Linked DNA regions of Sus scrofa: region 2 is linked to region 1. The links are chromatin contacts, called in public promoter capture Hi-C maps. All regions are on one chromosome and are shown on one strand. Each heading gives the region's core, a stretch centred on a gene start, on an enhancer-like site or on the middle of the called end of the contact. The rest is flanking DNA. Distances are from core to core; before and after follow the strand shown. Region 1 has its middle 39 kb from the start of SLC19A3. Region 2 has its middle 35 kb from the start of SLC19A3.

Region 1 (3,414 bases), core at 213-2,712:
CTGCCAGGATTTTCCAGGTTCTTGAGCTCAAATGCCAGCTTCGTCATTTTCTAGCTGTGATTTGAGGCGTGTGGTAGTTGATATTATCCTTGCTCTTCATTGCTGCCTCCCAACCCCCTGGGAGAGCAGTGACATGTTCATTTTGGAAACTCATTTAACCTGACCACCTTCTCCTAGTTGCTGGTATCTGCTGACCGCCTGATCTCTTTTTGGTAGTCATCAAACCCTTTGGCAACAACTCTTCATCCCAAGTCTTGCCATTAACTTACAGTCCTTCAATATCTACATGAAATACATCTTGTCTTTCTGGTTCCTCAATCTTCTCATTTCCAAAGACCCATTTTTTTCATTCTACCTCAATGACCCACTATCTTGGCCACTCCCTATTCCTGCTCCAGTAAGAAATTCAGTCATCTTGTTCTGATTACAACAATCTTTTCTTGGTTAGTACTTGATCAACAACTTCCACTGCACCATTCTTCACCAAATCATCTCTATTCTTATTCCAGTCTCCCAGGCTTCTCCTTTCCTTCTTTATTTCCCTAATTATTTCTACAATCATTATACCAATGCCCTAAACTCCATTGCCTGTACGTGTTTTGATCATGCTTTGGGATTTTTACAGAGCCCATTTCTTAGTTGTTGATTTTACATTCATTGTTGTGTCTGTTGGATTAATAACTGAGTTTTCCCTTAGGCTGTACACTTCATGACATCGGAGTTCAAGTATGTTACTGTCGATTGCAAGTATATCCCCAGTGCCTAGAAAAGGGTCTGATAGACTATGGGTTTAATAACTATTTTTTGAATGAATGGAAAGTCTACTGAGCCCCCTTTGCCTCACTTTATAAAGTAGGGATCATAATATAGGCTTCAGAGTAAGGCTGTGAAGATTAAATGCGATCCATGAATATAAGGAATCTAACACACTATGTGGCATAAAGTTATTGCTCAATATAGTTTTGATTCTATTTTTTCCTTCTTCCCCCTTTTCCTTCCTCCCATTTTATAACTAGAAACTGTTTACCTGCCTCCACGAGTATATGGGTGTTCTATGGTCCAGACCCTGGTCTTAGCAGACAAAAACAATGAGTGGTGGCCCAAGGAGGGGTGGAGGGCTCGTTGCTGACCTGTGGGGATGTTCACAGGTTCCTTAGTCTGTATTCCTCCAGACCCTTGACCATTTCTACTGTGCCCGATGCAGGTGCTTCTTCCAGGGGGAAGTGACAGGGAGACCATTTACTCAGAACAGCCAGAGACCTTTGTTCTTGGAAGGATGGGCAGAGAGGCCAGAGTCCAGGGTTGTAGAAGAGAGCTGAGGTTTCCAGCGGTTATTAGAATTCTTTGGTAAGAAACAACTTTGTTGGCTTTGACCTTCAACCTCAGCTCTGAGATATGCTGGGAGGCTTCTGGGCCTGGAATCCTGCCTCTGCAATGCCTCTGCCAACTCCACTTTTTTTCCAGTGTTTGAGTGGCTGTCCCAGTTGATTCATTTATGTGCCTGCCTTGCCCTTTGATCGTCTCATACTCAGGCTGTTTACCAAGATTGTAATGAATAGCTTGTAGCGTTAATTTACTTGGGGAACTTGGTAAAAATATAAAAGTTCTGTTCTCATTTCTGCAGTTTCTGATTGGATAGATAAGGTTTGAAGTCCAAGAATCTGCATATTTACCCACCCTTGGTTTTACTGATGGAGTGGTCACAGTTTGGGGCAGTGGACCGGGGAATACTGCATTTCACCCTCTCCTTTGGCCCCAGTGTCCAAAAGGCAACCCTGAGGTATATACCACAGTGGCCATTCACAAAGGAAGGGAGTGAGTTTGTTAAAACTACTTAGGGCTTTCTCCCACCTTTCATGCAGATCCTGGAATGCCTTTCCAAGAGGAGGTTCCAAAATCTTCTCTGTGCAATTTTCAGTTGCTACTCCATGAGTCTCCTGATTCTGATGTGCCCCACCCTCAAACGGAGGACCATTCTGGCCCACCTGTCCAGATGGCTTTGCCAGAAAGAGACCACCTGAGGGTCAAGTCTGCATGCTGTCCTGGTTTAGTGCTGCCCCAAGTGCTATGCGAGGGCTACACCGAGTGAAAGAGATACACACATGAGTATCTGACATTCTTTTAAAAAAAAAATTCGAATGGCTTTTTTCATTTTAAAAAATTTTATTGGAGTTCCCATCGTGGCTCAGCAGAAATGAATCTGACTAGTATCCATGAGGATGCAGGTTTGATCCCTGGCCTTGTTCAGTGTGTTAAGGATCCAGCATTGCCAGGAGCTGTGGTATGGGTGCAGATGTGGCTCAGATCTGGCTTTGCTGTGGCTGTGGCATAGGCCAGTGGCTATGGCTCTGATTTGACCCCTAGCCTGGGAAACTCTATATGCTACAGGTGCAGCCCTGAAAAAAAAAAAGAAGAAATTTATTGGAGTATAGTTGATTTACAATGTTGAGATAATTTCTTCTGTACAACAAAATGATTCAGCTACATACATACATACACCCATACTCTTTTAGATTCTTTTCCACATAGATTATCACAGAATTTTGGGTAGAGTTCTCTGCTATACAGCAGGTCCCCATTGGCCAATCGTTTCATATATCTCAGTGCGCATATGTCAATCCCAAATCCCAGTCCATCTCTCTTCCCAGCACCTGTACCTTTGGCAACTACACATTTTTCAAAGTCTGTGAGTCTGTTTCTGTTCTGCAAAAAAATTCATTTGTATCCTTTTTTAAGATTCTACATATAAGTAGTATCATATGATGTTTGTCTTTCACCATCTAACTCTACTCAATATGATAATTTCTAGGTCCATCCATGTTGCTGCAATATGGCACTTCTTTTTTTTATGGCTGAGTTATATTCTATTGTAAATATGTACCACATCTACTTTATCCATTCCTCTGTTGATGGACATTTAGGTTGCTTCTATGTCTTGGCTATTGTAAATAGTGCTACATTGAACATCAGGAGGTATATAACTTTTTAAATTATGGTTTTCTTCAGATAGATGCCCGGGAGTGGGATTGCTGGGTATCTGATATTCTTGAGACCACAAAAGACTTCTACCACCTCCATAGCTACTGGAAGTTCCTGGGTGGTAAAATATAGCACTTCTAACAGTTCTAACAGTTCCTGGGTAGTAAAATATAACTCTTCTAACAGTTTTTACTTTAAACAACCACCTATAAATATGGCTTCTAGCAACATAATTCAGTCTGGTTGTCCCTGTCTGTTCACATTTCCTGAGATTCTGAGTGTTCAATTTATACCGCAAGTATGCAATTCTCCATCAGAACCAAATCAATTCTTCCCAACACCTATTATCAACAGCACATAAAAGTAACACTGCTGGTAGCTGCCATTTTTTCCTTAATTCTTCCTTGGACAGCTGTTTATACTACATGGTTTCCA
Region 2 (3,039 bases), core at 225-2,724, 74 kb after region 1:
CCTGGCCAATCAATTTCTGAGGGAAATTTAAGACTTTTTTGGAATGGAAAGCATTATCATTAGGTTACCAATTTTTCCTTTATCTCCATAGAAACTAGAAATTCTGAGCCTAGAGGCAAACTTCAGGGAGTTATGTTAAGTTCAGCTCAATTTATTACACATCCAATGGGCACTGATTGTTTTTAGGCCCTGAGCTCAGAGAAGGATGAAGCACACGTGTCCTTGCCCTGGAGAATGTCAGGCTAATATCAGATCTACACACATCGGCTCTGCTTAAATGTCTGCTTTCCCCTGGGCACTGTACATACGACAGCTGGGGCAGCCCTGTTCAGTCAAAACTCAGAATAGTCAGGGGTCCCCCTGTGGCCCAAGTGGGTTAAGAATCCGGCTGAAGTGGCTCAGGTCACCACAGAAACACAGTTCAATCCCCAGCGTGGTACAGTGGGTTTACAGGAACTGGCATGGTCGCAGCTGCAGTGTAGGTTGCAACTGTGGCTCGGATTCACTCCCTGGCCTGATATTTCCATCTGCTTCAGGTGTGGCCATAAAATTAAAAAGGGAAAATCAGGATAGTCAGCCTTCAGTAAGGGTGGGAGTCTTCTTCAGAAAAACCCACTAGTAATTAAGGATGAATGTGTCTATTATTTGCGGTTGCATCACAAAACACACTGAGACTTAGTGGCTTAAAACAACAACACTGAGCTTTTGTGGGCTGACAAGGGCTCAGCCTGGCAATTCTTCTGTCTCCTCCTGTTGCATGCAGATGGCGGATGGGGCTGGAGTCCTGCAGCGTCTATGGCAGGCAGGGCTGACCTCTTCCCTTCTCAGGCTTCTCCTCTTCACTTGACCTCTTCCTAAAACCTCCCCAGAATTAATCCAGAACCCCCAGTGGACCTTTGTGAACTGGGTGGAGGAGGTCAGACTTTACCCTCTGGGCAAGGGTGAACCAGATAGGACATTGAAGCAGGGGAGTGGCATGATTAGAACTCTTCTCAAAAAGTCCCCTCTGATGAGGAAATAAAAGACAAGTGTTTGCAAATCCTGGAGGGTGGAGAGGAAAGGAGGGGTTGGGAGGTGGGCAGGAAAACTTGCCAATAATTTGGAAAATGTGAAACCCCCAGGATAGAATTAAGAGGCTTCTGTGAAGTGGACTCTATTCTACTCATGTTTGAACATGAACTGTTAATTCCAGTCTACGGGGAGAGACCAACACCTCAAGAGATAATTAATATTTAACAGATATTCTTACTGAGTATGTGGGACTTTCTGAACACTTTTCATTTAGCTCATATAATCCACACAACGATTCTATGAGGCAGATTTTGTTTTACCTCCATCTTACCGACAAATAAAATGAGGCACAGACAGTAGCCGATTTACCCGAGGTCACTTAACTGGTAGTTGGCACAGGCTGGTGGTGGAATTTAGGCAGCTTGGCCCCCCCGAGCTGCTCTTAAACACAGCCCTGTTCTGCCACCTGGTGGTTCCTTGTGGGAAGTGCAACAATAGAAGTGTGCCCTGGCTGTTCCTCTTGGGGAGGTCAGAGAAGGTGACCTGGAGGAGGTGACCTTGAAGCCAAAATTGAAAAGGCTGGGCTGGGGCCATCCCAGGCTGTGGGAGCAGCACGCTGCAAGGTGCAAAGGCTCTTACAGTCCAGACACCATGAGCGGGGAACATGATAAATCTGCTCAGCTTTTTCTTCTCCTTGGGGAGAAGATTTTTGTGTATTTCTAGGCTGGGAAGGAAAACTGGTCTTCAGCAAAGAGTCTCAGAACTTCCTGATGGGGTTGGGAAAGTGGATCATGAGCGCCCTGAAGGCTGTTTTGGAAAACATGCCCTGAATGTGAGGAGAAAGAGCCCATTCTTCCTGCAGTATAGTTTGGTCACCAGGGCGGTGAAGGGAATCACCCAGGCTCTGTCTTTTATCAGAGATGCACTGCAGCCTCATCGAGCATCTGATCATTTCACCTGCTCCCTCAGAGGAATGGGAAGTGAGCTGCGCTGACTGCAGGGCTGCCCGTGTAGACCTCGCCTTGAGAGTGTGCGCTGCTGTCCTGAAAGTTCCATGAGGTTATTGCGTTTATTTATTTATTTGTTTGTTTGTTTATTTACTTATTTCCTTTTTATGGCTGCACCTGCCATAAAATTTTAAAATAAATTTTATTGGAGGATGGTTGACTTAGTTGTGTTCGTTTCGGGTATACCGCAGAGTAGATGAGTCAGGCATATACCTTTATCTGTTCCTTTTCAGATTCTTTTCCCATATAGGTTATTACACGGTCTTGGGTTGATTACCCTGTGCTATAGAGGAGGTCCTTGTTACCTATCTATTTTATATGTGATGGTGTGATTTTGTCAATCCCAACCCCCTAATTTATCCCTCTCCCCACCATGAGGTTATTTGAGGCCAACGGGTGTGAACACACAGGTCAGCAGCCCTGACAAGATGCATCTGGTCTTGACACCTAAAATCCCTCTGTGCTGCCATTTGAGTGAAAGTAAAGCAGGTCCCCTGACGGATAACTTCCTTGGTGCTGGCAGTTGAGAATGATTTTCTTAAGAACCATTAAACACACACACACACACACACACACACACACATGGACAGAGAGAAAACTACCTTTAGAAGTTGACAGACTCTTGACGCCTTGAAAGCTTACGTGGGCTTTCACACATTCCTTTCTTTCCTTGGGGAAAACTCTCTTTCAGAAGAGTTTGCAACATTTGGGCATCAGTGGCAAGTGGAAGAACCACAGGTTGAAGTCTAGAAGGCTGACACAGTAACAGTTGAAGATTCTCAAGAAAGACACTCTTGTGCGCTGGATGCAGTGAAAGACCGAGCAAGATGGCCTGGGTACAGCACAGCCAGCTCACATGGGCTTGAAATAAGCTCTGTGGTTTCAGAACACTGCTTGCCTCCGTTTCTCCCCTGGTTTTGAAAAAGGACAATATTTGCTTATGCCGGGGGTGGCGTGGGAGCTGTTGTTTAAAGTTATAATAATAAGAGAAAAAGTGGGTGGAATGAAATGTAGATGGTGG

What was found. Promoter capture Hi-C pulls out the DNA fragments that hold promoters and counts their contacts.
Region 2: a promoter capture Hi-C map of liver shows a contact between it and region 1, with 6 times the contacts expected there. The contact joins two enhancer-like sites. A contact is called at or near these places in 1 of 5 promoter capture datasets (liver) and 18 of 47 Hi-C or Micro-C datasets (alveolar macrophages, brain, embryonic fibroblasts and 11 more).

Annotation. Positions count from the first base shown.
Region 1 is chr15:129,055,634-129,059,047 of Sscrofa11.1, forward strand. No RefSeq gene overlaps it. Among named protein-coding and RNA genes, the nearest start is that of SLC19A3, 39 kb to the right of the region's middle. Within about 2 kb of position 1,463, at least 11 of the 83 cell types and tissues checked have an H3K27ac peak or open chromatin away from gene starts, as enhancers often do. A contact at or near this core is called in fetal liver and liver, where this site is marked.
Region 2 is chr15:129,129,442-129,132,480 of Sscrofa11.1, forward strand. No RefSeq gene overlaps it. Among named protein-coding and RNA genes, the nearest start is that of SLC19A3, 35 kb to the left of the region's middle. Within about 2 kb of position 1,475, at least 11 of the 83 cell types and tissues checked have an H3K27ac peak or open chromatin away from gene starts, as enhancers often do. A contact at or near this core is called in fetal liver and liver, where this site is marked.